Linked DNA regions of Mus musculus: region 1 is linked to region 2. The links are chromatin contacts, called in public promoter capture Hi-C maps. All regions are on one chromosome and are shown on one strand. Each heading gives the region's core, a stretch centred on a gene start, on an enhancer-like site or on the middle of the called end of the contact. The rest is flanking DNA. Distances are from core to core; before and after follow the strand shown. Region 1 holds the start of Atp6v1e2 (ATPase, H+ transporting, lysosomal V1 subunit E2). Region 2 overlaps Prkce (protein kinase C, epsilon).

Region 1 (3,685 bases), core at 766-3,265, 720 kb before region 2:
TGAACTCAGGTCATCAGGTTTGGTGGCAGCCACCTTTACCTACTGAGGGGTCTTGGAGACCCTTTATCCTTCATTTCTTGACTTGAGCGATAGTTTCCAAGTATTTGCCTGGTAATAACTCATTAAACTGCACATTTGCATTCTGTGTACTTTTTCTGAATGTATGTTGTAATTTGCAATGTAGGAAGATGAGAGAGAGAGAGAGAGAGAGAGAGAGAGAGAGAGAGAGAGAGATTGGAGAGAGCATTTTTCCTGACTCCAAGTCCGATCAGTGAAGCAGCATCCATCTGCACCTGCCTCGATGGGGTCCCCGGACCTGGGCTCAGCTCTGAGTTGTCACTGTCCCCACTGAGACACAAACACTTCCACACAAAGTAAGTTAGTTTTTAAACAAGGAATGTTGGCCGCACTGCGGTCGTCCTTACTGTCACTGACTGTGGAGGGCACATTTCAGAATTCGTGATTTTATATTTGTGGGTGTCATTTTAAAGAGGAGCCCAGAGGCCCAAGAAGCAGTGTGACTCAAACTAGATCCGAAAGTGAAGGTGAGATTTAGACAAGTGAACATTTTACTTGAGGGAGCAGTGTGAACAAACATTGCTAAGTGGAACTGGACTTGTGCATTTGGGGTCTGAAGCAGCAAAGAGACCCTGCTATTGTGTGTGGGGTAGATGCTGGGAGTTATGTGTGCCTTAGAGATCTGATCTGCTGGGCAAATGCCACTTCCAAGGCCTTGTGCAAAAGCAATCATGAGGTTTCTCAGTTTGGTTTGCTGTTTTGCTTAAATCACAGGCCAGTGTGAGCTCATAATCTCTGTCCCAGACAGGCAGAAAGTTACATCTGCCAGACACGTGACCTGGATACCGAGTTCCTGTAGACACATTTGCTCCAGCCCCGAATTTCAGCCCGGCCCATCCAGGCCTGAATTTCAGCCCAGTCCACCCCACAGCTGCTTCCAAGTCCAGTACCAACGAATGCTGGTGCCCAGGGAGGGAGCCACAAGGCTTGTGGACTGCAGCATCAGGAAGGGGGAATTGCAACTAGCTATGAGATGATCCACCCTCACCCCCAGACCAGGGCCTCGGAATTCAGAACTTTACCCACTATTTCTGAGAGTCTGGCTGTGTCTGGACTGGGGACAAGGACACCGAGACATGTTAGAAGAGTCCGTGAACTCCAGACAGGGTTACTAAGTTTAACAAGGAGGCCAAGCTAGTGAGAGTCAGGTCTGCTCTAGATCCTTTATGTTCAAACAGGGGCTGCAATGTGAAGCGGCAAATAGGGTTGTCCGAGGCAATTAGCGTCCACGAAGACCGACTCTGCGTACCACTATGATAAACCCTCCCTTTCATTTAAGGCCACGCTATGTAGATGCTGTCACGTTCCATTATACTCCTGAGGAAGCTGGGGGGGCTGGGGGAGGGGATCCGGCTGCTTCAGCAAAATCACATGCGTGGTCAGTGAAGAGCGGGGTGGGAGCTTCAGGCAGCCTCACTGTGGAGCCTGCACGGTGGAAGCTGGCCCTGTCTGGGCATGGAGAAGTGCCTCCACCATGAAAAGAAGCCCAGCAGCCTGTGATAGGAGTGCTCTCTTAAAGACCATCTGGTGAATTGTCGTTAGACGGCTTTCTCATTAAACAGCCTTCCGATTTGGCTCCACAGGCCAAATAAGAGAGGCCATGACCCACCAGCACGGCAGCTGTATTTTTCATTAGTAAATTAATAAACTGGCTGACTGGGTCTGTACACATGTCAGTTAAGGGAAGCCCACCCCAGAGTGGGGCCAACTCTGTGCCTACTTAATTGAGATTCTGAGCGTGAAAGACAAGCCCAGCCACAGTCCAGGTGCCAAGGAACCCTCTCTCGGACTCTTTGTGGCAGAGCTGGCCAGCCCTCCGAAGGGGTAGACTGGCTCTGTGAATTCGAGCTGCCTGGTCAGACGGCCGTAATCATCTGTTCAGAAGGGTCCGCAGTGCCAGGTTCCAGTGAGCGTTCCAAATTCCACATTCTGTGTCAGACTCCCGGCGCCAGACCAAAGGCAGCTCCTGGCATGGAAGTGGTAAGGGCTCAGCTAGAGTGTCTATTCCTCCACACATGTCCGGGTGTCCGACATTTCACACCCCTTACCCTTCATCTAGGGTGGCTCCCAAAGTTGGTGACCTTTGGAGTTACTCAGGGAGCCTTTTTTTTTTTTTTTTTTTTAAAGACAGGGTTTCTCTGTATAGCCCTGGCTGCCCTGGAACTCACTTTGTAGACCAGGCTGGCTTCGAACTCAGAAATCTGCCTGCCTCTGCCTCCTGAGTGCTGGGTGCGCCACCACGTCCGGCTTTCGGGGAGCCTTTTAAAACTTATTTCATCGATATGTCTTGTGTAGGAGCAGGGAGTGTTTTTGCTCTAGTCATAAAAAACCTTAGTTTTCAAAAGTATACCTCCAAATAACATAAGATAAATAATATGCTTTTCAGAAAGATTATCTGATTTAGGAACTTGCTACGTGGGTCTAGTCAGCCTGGGACTTACTCTGTGGAAAGGCTGGCATTAGATTCACAGAGATCTGCCTGCCTCTGCCCACCAGGAGCTGGGATCAGAGGCTTGAGCTGCCACACCTGGCTGTTTTGAGAATTTAAAATTACGTGAATGTGTATCAGGGCACAGGTGTGAAGCTAAAGGAAAACTGACCAGAGCTGGGGTCTTCCACCATGTGCGTGCCGTGGATTGAACTCAGATCCTCAGGCTTGGTGGCAAGTGCTGTTACCCACGGAGCCATCTTAGTAGTCCTGCTTATGCTTTGAATATCTTTCTAATTCAATTGTTCTTTAGCTCTAAAAAATTATTTAGTCCTTTTTATATTTTGGATATTCTTATTTTGTTCATATATTTTCCTGAGCCTGATGAGATTTGAGTTTTTAAATCAATTTCTTTGATAATTTCATATATGTATATAATACATTCTGCTCACAGGTATCCCTTCACCCTCCTTACGCTCTGTGCCCACACCTCCCACTGTGCCTCCTGTCCTCTCACCAAAGCGTCACCATATTTTCTTGACTTTTAGTTTTGTTGATTTTACTTTGTTTTTTGTTTTGTGACCCACTGAGTTTAACCAGATCACTCACGTGGGTGTGGATGGAGTGATGTCACTCGTGGGTGGCGGCATCACTAAAGAAATGACTTTCTGTCCTGCAGCAGGTCAGGCTTCCGCTAGCTTCCCTGGGTGTGTGGGACCCCACTGACCCCTCCTCTGTCTAAGACCGAATGCTCGTGAGTTCAGTCTTAGGTGGGCCCCATACAGGCAACTACAGCGGTTGTAAGCTCACTAGTGCCTTGGCCGTATCATGCCATTGGGACAGCATTTTATGGCCCGAGTAGGGAAGATCTTTTAACGTCTTCTGTTTTCATTTTTGGTTATTTGTTTTTGTGGGTTTTTTTTTTTTTTTTTTTTTTTGGTGTGTTTTGTTTGATTTTGGTGTGCAAGGATAAAAGCCAGGGTCAAGGGCTTATTAAGTAAATGCTCTACCAGGATTTTCCTCCTCCTCTTCCTTTCCTTCCTCCTTTTCCTCCTCCTCCTCTTTCTCTCTTTCCTCCTGCCCCTCCTCCTGTCCCTCCTCCTGCTCCTCCTCCTCCTGCCCCTCCTCCTGCCCCTCCTCCTGCTCTTCCTTCTGCCCCTCCTCCTTTTCCTCCTCCTC
Region 2 (3,430 bases), core at 882-3,381:
TGTGTGTATATGTGTTCCTGTGTGCGTTCATGTGTAGTACATATGTCGGTAGGCATGAAGGTGCATGCATAGGATGTCAGAGGCTGATATTGGATATATCCATCAATCACTCTCCACCTTATTTTAATTTTTAGATTTATTCATTTTATTTCATGGGTATGAATGTTTTGCCTGTGTGTATGTGCAGTACCATATGCCTGGTATCCACAGAGGTTAGAGACAGCTGTCAGGTCCCCAGGAACTGGAGTTACAGGTCGTTGTGAGCCACACCAAGGGTGCTGGGAATCAAACCCAGTTCCTCTGTAGGGGCAGAGTTCTCTAAACCACTGAGTCATCTCTCCAGCTCCCGTCCTACTTTGTGAGACAGGGTCTCTCACCGAACAAGAGCTTGCCAGTTCAGCCAAGTTCAGGAATCTTCCTCCCACACCCTCTCGGGGCTGGGATCGCAAGCATACGCCTAGCTTCGCATGGCTGTTGAGATTAAATCCAGGTCCTTAGGCATGCGTGGCGAGCACTTTACCAACAGAAGCACGTCCCTACTTTCAAGACGCTATTTCCTTAAGAGAATTTGGGTTTGAAAGTCGATGACTTGGGGTCTCAGGAGAATGGAAAAGCCCGTCAGGCACGTGGTAGGGCAACTATCACATGGTAGGGCAGCTATCCTCAGCAATCAGTCACGTGATAGGGCAGTTAGCCTTGGCAATCAGTCACGTGGTAGGGCAGTTAGCCTTGGTAATCAGTCACGTGGTAGGGCAGTTAGCCTCGGCAATCAGTCACGTGGTAGAGCAGCTATCCTCCGCTGGTGGGGACGGTTAATGCCGTAAGAGCCAAGATAGCTAGAACTCTGGCATGGTCCAACACATCAGCTTTCTGGGTTTCACTTTAGAAGGCCTCTCGAGAGCATCAGCCTGGTTAGAACAGCTGCTACCCTGACCTGGCAGGGACAACTGAGTGTGCTCGGACCGTCCACAGTCACCCAGTCCTGACCGGACCTGGAGGCCTCAGCACAGTTTCCTCTTTCAGAAATGGGGGACCCAAGTCCTTCCCCCTTCTCGCATACTTTCCATACTCAAAAGGGACTCCGGGCAAGAGCACAAAGCCAGAAGATACAGCTCAAAGAGATCCAAACTCCACCCTAATTGCACGGTCCTGGCTCAAGCCAGCTTCTCCGTTTCTGAGACTGTTACACTGGGGTGACAGAATATGCTCCTTCCATCATGGGAGAGGCTGGAGACCCAGATTCATCCCGCTCCGAGTTTGTCACCTTCATCCCATGGCCAAGACAGCTCCGATGGCTGACGCAAGCCAACCAAAAGGGAATGCTTGGCCAGGAAGAGACTGTGGATGGGCTAAGAGGGTCCTTTCATCCACATTCCACTAGCCATAAGTTAGCCATGTGGTCATACACTGGGCATAAGTCAGGTCACGTGACTATAATGCCAGCAGTAAGGAGTCTGGACAGGGGGAGGATGGTGAGTTTGAGGACAACCTAGGCTTGTGGAGGGAAGGCAGGGGAAGGAGAGGAGAGGGGAAGGAAAGAGGAGAGGGGAAGGAAAGAGAAGAGAGGAGAGGAGTGGGGAGGAGTGGGGAGGGGAGGGGAGGGGAGGAGGGAAATGGTATATTCCAACTCTTTCTGAGATGTAGATAGGCTTCAGTAGCCACATGTGCTACCTTTGTTGCCAGAGACAGTGACTTTGCGCCACACTATTTGATGGTCCTGGACTGGAGCCTCCAGATAAGTCAGCAACTACCTCTGTCCAAGAAAATATCAAAGGGAGTGAGTCTCAGCCCTTCATGTCCAGTATCTGGTACGCAGAAAGGGTGGCGGGGATGCTTTTTGGAATACACTTTGAACTGGATGCAGCCCTCTGCAGTGCCTGCCTCTTACAGTACTTGCCAACAAATGAGGCCCACGGTGTGTGTTTGCTGACCTGGAGAAAGGACGCAATTGTAACCTGTAGGTCAGTAGGCCTGACCACTGATGTGGGAGGCTGGAGCTGGGCTGACTGGAGGATCAGGCCTGGGATTCTAGATCTTCTCCCCAGCTTGGCAGCCAGGAACCAAGGAGAAGGGAGAGTCAGAGCCACCTTCCCATCCCCACCGGCTCTCGGCTCTCACGTCAGAGGCAGCCGCTCAGCTCGCCTGTGTGGGAAGCAAGCAGGAGCTGTTTCCATTTTCTTTCATATTCATCACGAACTGTGGCCCACAGACAGGAGAAGCCACAGAAACAATGTCCATCCCCCCTCCAATGATCCTGGAAAACCGAGGCTAAGAGGGGGCTGGGAGCAGAGGGAGCACTTTTGACATCTGTGGGCAGAGCTGGAGGAGTGGGGGGAGCAACTCTGACATCTGTGAGCAGAGCTGGAGGAGTGGGGGGAGCACCTCTGACATCTGTGGGCAGAGCTGGAGGGGTAGAGGGAGCACCTCTGACATCTGTGAGCAGAGCTGGAGGAGCAAAGGGAGCATCTATGACATCTGTGAGCAGAGCTGGAGGGGTAGAGGGAGCACCTCTGACATCTGTGGGCAGAGCTGGAGGGGTGGAGGGAGCACCTCTGACATCTGTGAGCAGAGCTGGAGGAGCAAAGGGAGCACCTATGACATCTGTGAGCAGAGCTGGAGGGGTGGAGGGAGCACCTCTGACATCTGTGAGCAGAGCTAGAGGAGTGGGAGGAGCACCTCTGACATCTGTGGGCAGAGCTGGAGGGGTGGAGGGAGCACCTATGACATCTGTGGGCAGAGTTGGAGGAGCAGAGGGAGCACCTACGACATCTGTGAGCAGAGCTGGAGGGGTGGAGGGAGCACCTCTGACATCTGTGGGCAGAGCTGGAGGAGTGAGCACCTCTGACATCTGTGAGCAGACACAGCCTCCATGAAAAGAGACTAGCAGTGAGGGAAGAGCAAAGGCCAAGACCTTGCTATCCATTCACTGTGTGACCTTGGGTCAGTGACACACTCTGCCTGCCACCAACTGCCCCCTCACCCCATATGTCAAAAGGAGATAATAAAAGCTGTTCTGAAGTTAGAATGAGACAGTCAATGTTTAAATGGTTCTGAAAAGCATAAATCTCTATGTGAGGATATAAGGTGTGACCTGGGTGGGTAAAGGTAAGGGCTCTTACCCTTCCTGCCTCTCCATTGCATTCAGATGCTTGCTAACAATTGCAACTCTCAACTGGGATTCTGTCTTGATGGGAAGTGCACACAGAAGCCTTCATATTCCAGAGATGGCTCTATAGCCTGATCTCGACTGCCCTCCAAGTCCTGCTGGGAAGTGATGGAGCCTTTAAGATCCAGGACCTAGCGGGAGGTGGCCAGGTCATTAAGGACAGGTGCCTGATGAGTACTGTGGGACCCTGGTCTCCTCCTCTTTTTCTCTTTGTTTCCCAGCCATTAAAGGGGTAGATTTTCCTTCTCTGTACTCCCACCTTGA

The links. Promoter capture Hi-C pulls out the DNA fragments that hold promoters and counts their contacts.
Region 1: a promoter capture Hi-C map of hippocampal neurons shows a contact between it and region 2, with 2.3 times the contacts expected there. The contact joins the promoter of Atp6v1e2 here to the enhancer-like site in region 2. A contact is called at or near these places in 4 of 39 promoter capture datasets (the C10 cell line, hippocampal neurons, liver and 1 more) and 1 of 115 datasets of contacts at active chromatin or transcription factors (astrocytes).

The regions. Positions count from the first base shown.
Region 1 is chr17:86,946,217-86,949,901 of GRCm38.p6, reverse strand. It overlaps Atp6v1e2 (ATPase, H+ transporting, lysosomal V1 subunit E2), which reads left to right and starts at 2,015. Exons shown (of 2, transcript NM_029121.3): 1 at 2,015-2,058.
Region 2 is chr17:86,227,747-86,231,176 of GRCm38.p6, reverse strand. The region is part of intron 1 of Prkce (protein kinase C, epsilon); the gene reads right to left. It overlaps Gm52296 (a long non-coding RNA gene), which reads left to right. Exons shown (of 2, transcript XR_003952295.1): 1 at 1-1,472; 2 at 1,684-3,025. Among named protein-coding and RNA genes, the nearest start is that of Gm52296, 14 kb to the left of the region's middle. Within about 2 kb of position 2,131, at least 28 of the 459 cell types and tissues checked have an H3K27ac peak or open chromatin away from gene starts, as enhancers often do. A contact at or near this core is called in hippocampal neurons, where this site is marked.